Regions from separate parts of the Sus scrofa genome. Here region 1 is linked to region 2. A link is a contact called in public Hi-C data. All regions are on one chromosome and are shown on one strand. The core of a region is the stretch at or near the end of the contact, and the rest is flanking DNA. Distances in the headings are between cores, read along the strand shown. Region 1 holds the start of CDO1 (cysteine dioxygenase type 1). Region 2 has its middle 23 kb from the start of TMED7.

Region 1 (6,440 bases), core at 925-3,424, 110 kb before region 2:
GAAACAACACCATTGGTCCATGCTTAAGAATAATTTTAGTGGGTATGAATAAAGAATTTGCACTGGGAACACCTGGAATCACGATATCCAGTTTAGGATGCCAGCACAGTAATCCACTCAAAATTGGAATAGAAGCTTGAGCAAGCGGAGTAGCAGTAGGGATAGAAAAGTGGGAAAACAAAAGATAATTCTGGAGATTTCAGAAATTTAATTATTGGTTAAAAGGGCTTGAGAATGATCCAGAAAAAGAGTAGGCAGAGTAAGGTTCTTGAGCTTGGGTAGCCTCATTATGGAAATAGAAAAACATGTCTGAAAGGAGTTTTAAACTCAATGTATTTCATTTGAGGTACCAAAAGGCGTTAGAGATGGCTTTCACTATGGGAGATGAGGGAGACATCCACATACAAGGAGTCAATGAAAATGTGAGTTTGGGCAAGGATTTAGAGGCAATCAACATGAATGTGTGAATATGGCTACATTAGCAAAGATCCTTTTGGTGTCTGTCACGAGGAGCCAGAGAAAGTAGAAAAAGAATTGTCTGAAAAATTTCAAGAGTGTAATCTAGTATGAAATGCAGAAAAATAAAGCTTATTTAATTTTGTTCATTCCAAATATTCATGGATTAAAAACTGAAATGAACTGATTTAGAGACTCAGTAGAAAACACTGATAAAAAAAATTTTTGAATAAACGATGAAAAGGCACAAGTTACTTTGTCCCATAATTCTTTATTTAACCACATCTTTGGCTTCTGGAGTGCTTTCTGCCTATAGCCCTTTTTGAACAATGGTGATTGAGGTGTCATTTTTACTTCCTAATAACATCGTTAGAGTACTTATAGTGTAATCAGTTTAACTAGGGATGTTTAAGACTTAAGGTGGCACAAGTAAATTCATGTACATACATGTTTATACACATACATATCTTGAAAATTGAAACAAAGTCTAGAAAAAACAGGTCAGTCTTCCCAAAGCTTAGATCTTTACCCAGAGTCTTTTTATAACAAGAAAGAAGGAAGCTATCCTAGCATTTCTTCTCTCCCTTTTTTCTTATTTTCATTCATGCTTAATTTGTATTATTCCCAAAGCTTGCTGCTATGTTCTGTCCACTACATAGAAATGCCCTCCTTGTGTATTACCAGGAGGCTCCTGCAAGCACACCCCTAGAATTGAAGTATAATTAGAACTCAAATTACAGCATTTCTTTGAACCATTACTTGAAACATCAGTGTTTTCACTGAATATGTTATTTTTAAGATAATGTTTTATTTTAAAAACCAAAAAGAATATGTGGCCTTCTATTTGTTTCACTAGTCTTGCTCTAGACCCACGTCTCCCTTGTCAAATTAGTTTCAGTACAGCCCATTCAAATTTTTAAAAAAGACTTGGACTTTTTCACCTAGCCTCTGAATATATTATCAATGATTTCAACCGACCAAACAGTAGCTCTTCATCCTTGGGAGTGGAATCCATTCTCAACCTTTGCAAACTTCACAGTTCTCTCGTCGGCTCCATTTGTATGAAGGATCCCTTTCCTTCTAATTCCTTCCTCTTCGTTCCCCCTTCTCCAAACCCCTCTTGTCGGCGTCTTAGGGTCGCGAACCGCAGCGGTGGAGAGGGGCCTCTGAGAGAGGCGGCGGGGGTGGGGTGGGGTGGACAGAGGTTGGGATGGGCTTCCAAAACGCGCCCTGCTAAGGTGGGGGAAAGATTGCACGAAGCCCACCGCGAGGGCTGGAACCCAGGAGAGAAGGGCTCAGCAATGGCCAGAGTATCGAAAGAGCTGGGACCGTGTGCATGGGCCTTTTTTGCAAGCTTTATCCCCCTTCTGCCACCCTTATCAGGTCGCTCCCAGCTTCTCCCCACCCTCGGAGGGCCGTTGGTACATTCCCGCCGACTCCGAGAGCTTAAAAAGGGCCCAGGGAGGCTGAACCTAGCAGGTTTGGTCCCGATTTGCATGCTTGGCGGGTACCGAGGTCCGCCACGGCCAAGCTGCCAGGGTACCTCTTGATATCTTGGCAAGGGTTTCTTTACGCTGTGGCACTCGTGCCTTTGGGGGCTTTGTGTCTGTGTGCAACTGTATAGCTAGCAGCTAGGGGACCCTCGCCTCCCAGCTCCTCGTTCTCTCAGCTCGTTCGTCGCAGCCCAGCAGCTAGACGCGCGTCAGCTGCTCAAGGGATGGAGCAAACCGAGGTGCTCAAGCCACGCACCCTGGCGGATCTGATCCGCATACTGCACCAGCTCTTCGCCAGCGAAGAGGTCAACGTGGAGGAGGTGCAGGCAGTCATGGAAGCCTATGAGAGCGACCCCGCGGAGTGGGCCATGTACGCCAAGTTCGACCAGTACAGGTGAGGATCTCGGGCGCAGGCCTACGGTGACTCGGAGTCCCAGCGGGCGCGGTGGGTGGGGGTTTGACTCCCGGAGAGCGCCAGCTGCCAGATGCCCGACGCGCCCACCCTCCCCGCGTCCTCGGGCCTTTCCCACACCCCGGCGCGGTTGAGCAGAAGGTGAGTCCCAGTGCCCGGAGACGGCGGCGGGCTCCCGAAGGGAAGGCCATCGCGCGGCTGCGGGTTTTCTGTTCTGTTCTCGCGGATCAACTCGCGGCTCCCGAACCCCCCCCCCCCGCAACTCCTCCTCTCTCCCCGGCCCCAGGAGCAATATTCTCTCCTTTTGAGCCGTTGCTCCTCTCGGACATCGAGGAGATGGCTGGGAGAAATCCTGGCGGCCGGACTCACCCAGGCTCCGACTGGCTGGACCAACTGGAGGGGCTCCCAGGAGAGAACTCCAACGGCCGCCGGGAGAAAGGGGTGACAGTGCAGGACACACTTACCCGACGCCAATTCTCCATCACTGCTCCCTGGGTCGCCTGCAACCAGGCTTCTGCCAAAGGGAATTTTTGTTAAAATAACATCTTGGAGTTTTCAGCTGCTGTTGTTTGGTTTATGCTGCCCCCTCTCCCAAACCAATTTGACTACCCCCACCACCACCACGGACTGCGGGTTTATTTAAACCCACTGTCAGGTTCGAGAATTAAACGGAGTACTTCTTTTTCAGCCCCAAGCAATAGGTTTTCCCTTATCCTCAGATCTGAGGGTCTGGAATGTAAATTGAAGGCCCCTGCTTCCCAGATGTTCGTGAGTGAGATGCCCTAGGAGACCACTCCTTGCAGCCCTGGCTTGGAGATTAAGTAAAAATGAAACGCTCTTCCAGTCCTCTGGGGCGATAAGTAAAACTTAGTCACCCTGAAGAGTGAGGGCTTCTTTTCCAAAGCGCAGCCAGCACTTACGGGCTTACTGGTGGTTTGTGTGGAGGGCTGGGAAAGGCGGCTAGTTAGTTGAAAAGAGCAGAATAAAGAAAGGTGACGTTTTCCTTCAAAGCAGTTTCTGTAGTCCCTTTACCTCAACATGTGCAAGTGGGTTTGGTAAAGTTTTGTGGGCAAGGGTGGTTTCAATTGAATTTGAGGAGTTGAATTAGAAAGTGAGCTCTTGAGGGTCCTGTTTTCCGCTTGCAAGTGGCTCAAGGAAATTCCTTTGATTCCTATCCTTCTGTGGCTGCCAGTGACGCTATCAGAGTCTCGTTTAATTTTGCCATTTGCTCCAAGTAATTGAGGACTTGTTAGGGGCTCTAGTACTCTTCCAGTCACTTGACACATATATTAACCTCACAACAGCTCTATGAGATAGGTACCATACTTATCCCTATCTTACAGGTGAGGAATGGTACTCAATGAAAAGGTTGGATTACCTCAAGGTGAAACTAATGTCAGTTAGTGGCTCCAAGATCCAAATTAGCCTTATTGTGGGAGTTCCCGTTGTGGCGGGACCATGAGGTTGCAGGTTTGATCCCTGGCCTCGCTCAGTGGGTTAAGGATCCAGTGTTACCGTGAGCTGTGGTGTAAGTCGAAGATGCAGCTCAGATCCCGCGTTGCTGTGGCTCTGGCGTAGGCTGGCAGCTACAGCTCTGATTCGACCCCTAGCCTGGGAACTTCCATCTGCCCCAGGAGCGGTCCAAGAAACGGCAAAAAGACAAATTAGCCTTATTGTTCCAGAGCTCACAGTCTAAACCAACACTAAACTTGATGCATGTATGGTGCCATATTAGTTTTCTTCTGCCTAGATTTATTATTGACCTAGTGAAATGAATTAACCAGGGTAGGCTGTAAGAGCTTTCAAATCGTAGAAGCTGGGCATTTCCAGGGGCCTTGAATTCATCTTGATTGACAAGCTCTAAGCCAACGGAAATGCAACTCATTGGATCCATCTATTCGACAGGTCTGTGAGGCACAGCTCAGATAATGGGCTGGAGGGAGGCAAGAGAGCAGAAATCAACATGATGGTTATTTTTTGCATGTAATAAGGGTCTCAGCACTGTGAAGGAGTCTGATCTGTGATCTTGGGAAGGCCAAGGCAGAAGAATCAAGAAAGAGTATGTCGCAGTGTGGGACCAGAAGTAAACCCTAGGACAGGTGGAGGGAGAAGGAGGACCAAGTTTACCATGAACTGAGAAGTCTGTGTGCCCCCAGCCCCTTGCTAGGTCATAAAGGGCTACAAAGTAAGGATGCCTGACATCTCAAAGTACTTACTAATCAGCTCTCTCATTGATCCTCCTCTGCCAGCACTTTGCCTCCAGGCTGGGGGAGGGGAGGGGAGGAAGGAGCACGTAGAACACAGTGACCATTTGAACATATATTACCCCCAAATGGGATACAGATTCCTTTCCTGAAAAAGGAATCTAAATGAATCACTATTATCAAACTTTACTAATTAAGATGGTGGCAAGAGTACCACTAGAAATGTTAAAAGTTGATTTTGGTTTTTTGTTGGGGGGGGAGTAGTGTGGGTGCGGTTGTTTTGGTTTGAAATTTTTGGAGGCCAATTACTAATTTCTTCTCATTGTAAAAGGTTTAGCCTGTTATTTTAGTTCGCTAGCGTAGTCTCTTTTGTTCTGGTACTTAGGTCAACCCCTACTTCATTTGTAGATGGCTTTTCATTATGATGCTTTTGAATGTGTTGTCCTTTGTGTCTGGGCTATGGCAAAACTAAGGAGAATTCTAGAACAGCTATTTAGTGAAACCTTGTTTATCGGATTGTGGTTTAGCAACAGGGAGGGGGAAAAAATAGCAACATTCTTGCTTAGAGCAGGATCTCACTTTGCAAATGTTTTCTGTGAGAAACTTTTATTCTTTTTATCACTTTGAGGCTGTCACATGGAGAATCAAAAAATTCGCTTTTTTTTCCTGTTATCTTTTTCAAGCCATAAATTAATATTGAGCAGCTATACATATGATTCAAAATACAAAAATGTCCAAAAGAACTGAAAAAACATTTGTTTTCATTTGTGCTCAACTTCTAATGAGACAACCCCACTTAAAGTTGCTTAGAGGCAGAGCATTAGCATTTGTAAATGAATGATACTTAATGATACACTTATTTTTCCCAGTGTTTGTTTCATCAACTAAATTCAAACTTCTGAAAACATTCTTTTTAGGTACACCCGAAATCTTGTGGATCAAGGAAATGGAAAATTTAATCTAATGATTCTATGTTGGGGTGAAGGACATGGCAGGTAATACAATTATTCATTCACAGATATTTAGTATTTATTCAAGCATAGAAAAAGTACAGTGCCAAGCTGGCCACACACCTTCTAAACACTAACAAATTGTGTGTTACAATAATTTGTTCACAGAGTCTCCTAATCCCAGCACAAATTCTCATGGGAATTAGCATGGGGGGGGCGGTGTTAGACATATACCATGTGTGGCAGATCTGCCCCCAAAATGAGTGGTAAATCCAAGGAGGTGCTGGTAAGTGATCAGTTTAATCTGTGTTCTGTGGAGTTAAACTTTCAATGGAAGTGCTAAATCTTGACCTTTGTGGTGCACTGAAGTGTGTAAACAGTTGTCGGATCAAAGACCAAAGGATCCAGATTTGGACCTAGAAAACAATTCACAAATTTGAAAATTTCTTTACAGACAATAAAGCAACTTAACACCAATTCTTCCTTAATTTTTCCTTACCTTATATATTGCACATCTTACTACCAATTAAGTATTGCTTTTTTTTTCTTTTCTTTTTAGGGCCAAACCCGAGGCATATGGAGGTTCCCAGGCTAGGGGTCAAATTGGAGCAACAGCTGCCAGCAACCTACACCACAGCCACAACAATGCTGGATCCGAGCTGCGTCTGCGACTCACACCACAGCTCAAGGCAACACCAGATCCTCAACCCACCAAGCTAGGCCAGGGATCAAACCTGCATCCTCATGGATCCTAATCAGGTTCATAACTGCTGAGCCACAAAGGGAACTCCCCAAGTATTGTTCCTTTTTAAGAAGATCGTGCTCAGTCTTTTGAGAATGGTAAAAAATAAATAAGCAATCAAAAAAAAACCTATATCCAGAATCATTTTTGATGCAAAAGAGGGAACATAAATTTCTATGTTTT
Region 2 (6,783 bases), core at 4,179-6,678:
TCCCAGTGCTCTAGAGATTCTGCCAATCTGATTGCACTACAGCAGGAACTCTAAGAGTTTATTCTAAAATAATAAGCACAATACATTTGAGACAAAATCTATAGTTAAAGTATGGAACTCATTATCTTTAAGAAATAGTCCCAACAGGAAATGCAAACATACTCAAAAAGACTTTATTTACTCCTGAAAATATCATAAATACTATGTAGCAGAGAACAACTATTATTTCCTGCTATTTCTAGGACCCTCTTCGGTGCAGAACTTACTCATTTTCATGACACGTCAACATCCAGCCAGGTTTAATACTTAGGAATACTCCCCTACTTTTTCTATTCTTTCAGATCTTCCATATGAGCTAGAAGTAATGTGATGGAGAAAAATATTTTTAGGGTTTTGTATAGAAAGTCTCCTCCTTTAAAATCAGCTAAGTTGATTCTTACCACCTACACATATTAATGATACTTCTCTCCAATGGATTCTCTCTTAGAATTTTGAGTCCTTTCCTAAAAGTGCAACCAAAGGTTCAGCATAATAAATGAAGTACAAAGTGCACCCTGGCTTCAAACTGTATCACAAAGCTATAGTAATTAAAACAGTGTGGCATTGACATTAAAACAGATACTAGATCAATGGAGCAGAATAGAGAGCCCAGAAATAAGCACACTTATATGGTAAATTAATTTGTAACAAAAGAACCAAGACTATACCGTGGACTCTTGAACAACACAAATTTCAACTGTGCAGGTCCACTTATACATGGATTTTTCTCAATAAATACATACTACGTGCTCCACATTTGATTGAATTTGTGGCTGCAGATCTGCAGATATGAAAGGCTGGCTGTGAAGTTTTACATGGATTTTTGACTACATGGGGCAGCACTCAAGAATAACTGTACAATGGGGAAAGGATAGATTTTGTATGGTTGTGTTTTCTTTGTCATTTGGTCAAACTAGTTTTTAACATCCTATTGTATTTTGTTGGTGATCCATTGGTTTTTGTTGTTGTTGTTAGGAGCATGTTGTTTACATGCTCTATGTAGTCATTTTTTCCCTCATTTCTCTTTCTGTGGTTGATTTCTAGTTTCATGCCATTGTGATAAGAAAAGAGGCTTGAAATAATTTCTATCTATACTCTTAACTTTGTTTAGACTTGCTTTTTGTCCCAGTATGTGGTCTGTACTAGAGAATAGTCCTTGTGCACTTGAGAAGAGTATGTATTTGGGATTAGTTGGATTAATGTCCTGAAAATATCAATTAAGTCTAACTGTTCTACAGTGTTATTTAGGGTTTCTGTTGCCTTATTGATTTTCTGTCTGGAAGATCTGCTCACTGATGTCAGTGTGATGTAAAATTCGCTGCTATTATCATTTTCTTATCACTTTCTCCCTTGATGTCTGTTAGTATTTGTTTTATGTATTTAGGCACTCCTATATTGGCTGCATATATGTTAATGAGTGTAAGATCCTCTTCTTGTATTGATCCTTTTATCATTGTGTAGTGTCCTTTATCTTTATTAATGGCATTCATTTTGTCTTGTTTTTTTAATTAAAGCATAGTTGATTTACAATGCTGTGCCCATCTCTGCTATAAAAGAAAGTGACCCAGCCATAGATATAGACATAGATATATAGATATACATACATACACATTCCCTTTCTTATATTACCTTCCATCATGGTCTATCCCAGGAGATTGGATATAGTTCCCTGTGTTATACAGTAGGACTTCATTGCTTATCCATTCTAAATGTAATAATTTGCATCTATTAACCCCCAAGTCCCCAGTCCATCCCACTCCCTCCCCCTTGGGAACCGCAAAGTCTGTTCTCCATGTCTGTGAGTCTGTTTCTGTTCTTAGATAGGTTCATCTGTGCCACATTTTAGGTTCTACATGTAAGTGATATCATATGGTATTTATCTTTCTTTCTCACTTATCCGCTAAGTATGAGTATCTCTGGTTGCATCCATGTTGCTGCAAATGGCATTATTTTGTTCTTTTTATGGCTGAGTAGTATTCCATTGTGTATATATACCACATCCTAATCCATTCACCTGTTGATGAACATGGTTGTTTCCATGTCTTGGCTATTGTGAATAATACTGCTATGAACATAGGTGTGTATGTAATTTTTTCAATGAAAATTTTGTCCAAATATATGCCCAGGAGTGGAATTGCTGGATCATATGATAGTTCTATATTCAGTTTTCTGAGAAACCTCCAAACTGTTTTCCACATTGGTTGTACCTCCAACAGTGTAGGAGGGTGTCCTTGTCTCCACGCCTTCTCCAGCATTTGTAATTTGTAGACTTATTGATGATAGGCATTCTGATTGGTGTGAGGTGGTACCTCATTGTAGTTTTGATTTGTATTTCTATAATAATTAGTGAGGTTGAACATTTTTTCATGTGCCTACTATCCATTCATATGTCTTCTTTGGAGACCTAAATTTAGGTCTTCTGCTCATTTTTTGATTGGGTTGTCTGTTTTTTGTTATTGAGCTATATGAATTGTTTGTATATTTTGGAGATTAAACCCTTGTCAGTTGCATCTTTTGAAACTATTTCCTACCATTCTGTAGGTTGTCTTTTCTTTCTTTCTTTTTTAATTGTTTCCTTTGCTGTGCAAAAACTTAAATGTTGGATTAGGTCCCAGTTGTTTATCTTTGTTTGTATTTCTATTGTTAATGACCTTTGTTTTAAAGGTTATTTTGTCTGATATGAGTATTGTTACCCCTCACTTTCTTGTCATTTCCATTCTCATGAACTGTGAAAGATATTGCATTTTAACATTTTATCTCCAACTTTAAAGTGTATAAATATGTAAGTTTTATAGGTTTTTAGGTTACTTTTGTTAACAAAAATTATTTCTAAACATTTGCTTTTGAGATACTGTTCTGGAGCACAATTGAGCTATTGCTTTCTCACACACTGTTTAAAGCACCGCCTTCACCTTGAAGTAACAGTGTGTCTATCTTTTTGAAAATATTACTAGAGGGCATACTACTTTCAGCTATTTTGTCCTTGTTGAGGAAGTCAGAAGATTTATAGCCTCTTCCTTTTGTTCTTATCTTTAAGCATGATAACTCTTTCCATAAACTTGCTTTTGCTAGAAGGTGAAACTTTCTGCAGCACAAGGGATTTTTGTGGTCACTCTTCTCATCATTTTAATGTAATCCTCTCAGCTTGGTGCACAGAAAAATGCTCTAGGTCACATTATGTTCACAGGGAAAACAAGTGAACAAAAAAAAAGCATCACTGCCAGTCTCCCTCTCTGTCTTCTTTCCAGTATTAGTCAGGGCTCATCAGAGAAACAGAACCAGTGGGGTGGGTGTGTGTACATATGCATATGTGTGTATATATATATACACACACATACATATACAGAGAGAGAAATATTAAGGAATTGGTTCATGTGATGGAAGGGTCTGGCAAGTCCTAAGCAGGAGGCCAACAGGGTTGAGACCCAGAGAAAGATGATATTGTAGCCTTGAATTCATAGGCAGTCCGGAGGCAGAATTTTTTGTAGAGCTTTAGTTTTTTCCCTCTTAAGAACTTCAGCTGATTGGAGAAGGTCCACCTACATTATGGAGAGTAATCTTTTTTATCCAGTCTACTGATTTTTTTCTTTTTTTGCTTTTTAGGGCCAAACTAGTGGCATGAGGAGTTTCCAAGGCTAGTGGTCAAATCGGAGCTACAGCTGCCAGCCTAAGCCACAGCCACAACAACGCTGGATCTGAGCCGCATCTGCAACCTACACCACCGCTCATGGCAATGCCAGATCCTTAACTCACTGAGTGAGGCCAGGAGTTGAACCCGCAACCTCATGGTTCCTAGTCAGATTCATTTCCACTGCACCACAATGGGAACTCCCAGTCTACTGATTTAACTGTTAATCATATCTAAAAAATACCTCACAGCAACAAAACCTGTATTCGACAAAACATATGGGCACCTTAGCCTAGCCATATTGACACATAAATTTAACTACCACTTTCCCTTAAGCAAGTGCACCATCCTAACCTAAGCATGGCCAGAGTATAGCCATAGCAATTTGGAGATTTTTCTGAATTGGCTGAGAGGGCTTTAATGATTCAGCAGTCTGCAGGGCAACTCTAAATCAGGTGTGCCTGTATTAGTTCAATGAGAAAGACCAGCAAGTGGGGAAAACAATTATTTTCTGAGCACCTCTTATAGATTCTGAGACTCTAGTATTGAACAAAACAGATGAGGTCTCAGGGAGCTTACTTTGTAACAGGTAAAATTAAAAAAAAAGTCTTCAAAACACAAGAGGAAATCATCTTTGTGCCACAGGACAGGAAGAAACAAATCAGGAAAGAAGTTTGTGTCCAAGCCAGGCCTTGAAGAAGAGAGAAATTTTTTAAAACTGAAAATGGGGACAGGGTTGATTGAAGTACAAATTGAATACTTAATAAATGCTGTTGAATTGCTTTCTAAGAAACAATACCAGCCAAAAAAAGTCTTTTTAAAATTAATTCTTGGGAATAATCATTCATAATTATTTCCCCCTTTATTCTGAGCCAAGTGACTCCTTGTCCTCCTGATTTCTTTATATTCTACAAGCAGTTTTTTAAAATAGAAATTCTTATGTAAATGACCTTGTTGGAAGCTCTGGATCTATAGCTAATATAAGAGAGGGCTTTGAAATCACTAAGTCCTAGAAAACAATAAGAAAACATTCCAGCATTTTTCTCACACTGAATTAAATTATTCTATAAATAAAATTACTCCACTTTCTGAAAGTGGAAAAGGTGGCATGAATGTGAGTGTTTTTTTCTTTATCCAGATTTTCCCAAATGATCTGGCATCTCAATTAAAAAAATTATGTAACAGATGTTTTAAAGCTCTTTCCCCCCCTCTCTTTTAAAGACTTTCTGGTAGTGTCAAGACTACAGCCCAGGACTAAGAGCTGAACAGTCTGGATCTCATTCTAGTTTTGCTCTTATTGAATCTAACATTCTGTCACTTGGTAACTTGACATTAGCAACTTCCTTAATGGGTTCACCTGACCTTGACAGAAAACATTTGGTTTCAGTGATGTCATGAGGACAACTGCAAATATCTGTCACTTTCACAAATGATTTTTAAAGGCAGCATGAAGCAAGACTGCCAATCCTGTGAAAATGCGAAAACCTCTCATTTTTAAACATCGTTTGGTTATTAAAAAGTTCTGAAATGCTAGACATTGTGTTTGAACAGACTTAGACAATGGAAATACATTGTGTTGATGTGGCTTGGAATTTCTTCCTTCTGCATAAATCATTTCACGTTAATCAGGGAAAGTTATTGGCAACCATCACATCTATTTTTAACTAAAGGCAAACTGCAGTAGAACTAAAACCAGATGCTGAGCTGCATACTGACTATATTCTATCACCTAATGTACAACTGCATGTAATTCTGAAGCCCTCAGCATTTACTTGTATTCCCTGTCTGCCCTCTGGCTGACAAAACCTGTAGCCAGAATATATGAGGAAATCAAAACTCAACAGTGCAAACAACAACCAATCCAGTTAGAAGATGGGCAAAAACCTGATAGGCACTTCATTGAGAAAGACATCCTGATGGCAAATAGCACATGAAATGATGTTCAAAGTCATTAGATATACGAAAAATAAAAATTAAAACCCCACTTAAATGTTGTTACATACCTATCAGAAGGGCTAAAATAAAGAGTCGTGAAAACTACAAGGATGTGAAAAAAACTGGCCCCTGTTGTTGGAGGGAATATAAAATGGTACAGCCACAGTGGAAAGTTTCGTATAAAACTAAGCCTTTTGATCCAGCAATTGTACTCGTGGATATTTACTCCAAGAAATGGAAACTTCACCCACAAAATGAATGTTCATAGCAGCTTTATTCATAATAGCTAGAAACTGGGAACAGTCCAGAGATCCTCGGATGGGTGAATAAGTTAATGAACTGTGGTGCAATTTGCTCCATGCAGTACCGTTAACACATGTAATGACTCCATGGAATCATGTCGAGCGAGGAAAGCCCATCCCAGAAGGTTATAATCATTATGATTCCATTTATAGATACTTTTGAAATGACAAAGGTTTAGAGATGGAGGACAGATTGGTGGTTTCCAGGGGTTAGAAGGATAGGGAGGGTAGAGGGAGAGGGTGTGGTTTTACAAGGACAACATGGGGATCCTTATGATGGAACTGTTTTGCCTCTTGACCGTGGTTATGGACAGTCAAAAATTGTATGCAACTAAATTTACAGTGCACATGAAATGGGAAATCTGAATAAGATCAGCAAATCATATGAGTTATATCTTGGTTGAGGAACTGTACTAGAATTTTGCAAGATATCATCATGGAGGAAGACTGGGTAGAGGGTACGTGGAATCTGTATCACTTCTTACCAGAGCATGTGAACCCACGATTATCCTAGAAAACTTTCAGTGACAATCAAGAAGGACATGTTGAAACGTGTGACTATATGGGTCAACTCCTGCCTGTACAGCTGTAGGTGGAGGGCAGCTGCAGGCCCCCTTATTGCCTCCGTAAGAGGATAAAGCATCCTTTCTATCTCCCAGTAGACATCATCTTCCCCAACATTTACTTTGTTCTTTCCCCCAAGCACAAAAAGGAGAGCAGAGACTATTACCTCAGTGAGTTAATTTCTATAACCAGAAAATTTGATCATTGTCTAAGTCTAGAGCAGAGGCTCTCAGCCCTGGCCAAAGACGAGAACCATCTGTGGTGCCTTCTTAACCTCCCAGTGGCAGCACCTGATTAGGTCTGAGTGTCAGGAGT

What was found. A called contact is a pair of places that touch in the nucleus more often than the background predicts.
Region 1: a contact with region 2 is called in a Hi-C map of fetal skeletal muscle, with 2.5 times the contacts expected there. The contact joins the promoter of CDO1 here to the enhancer-like site in region 2. A contact is called at or near these places in 2 of 5 promoter capture datasets (fetal skeletal muscle and liver), 14 of 47 Hi-C or Micro-C datasets (adipocytes, blood, embryonic fibroblasts and 7 more) and 1 of 2 datasets of contacts at active chromatin or transcription factors (skeletal muscle).

What each region holds. Positions count from the first base shown.
Region 1 is chr2:119,936,159-119,942,598 of Sscrofa11.1, reverse strand. It overlaps CDO1 (cysteine dioxygenase type 1), which reads left to right and starts at 2,174. Exons shown (of 5, transcript NM_001167643.1): 1 at 2,174-2,343; 2 at 5,483-5,560. The coding sequence starts at 2,174.
Region 2 is chr2:119,824,301-119,831,083 of Sscrofa11.1, reverse strand. No RefSeq gene overlaps it. Among named protein-coding and RNA genes, the nearest start is that of TMED7, 23 kb to the right of the region's middle. Within about 2 kb of position 5,428, at least 2 of the 83 cell types and tissues checked have an H3K27ac peak or open chromatin away from gene starts, as enhancers often do. A contact at or near this core is called in fetal skeletal muscle, where this site is marked.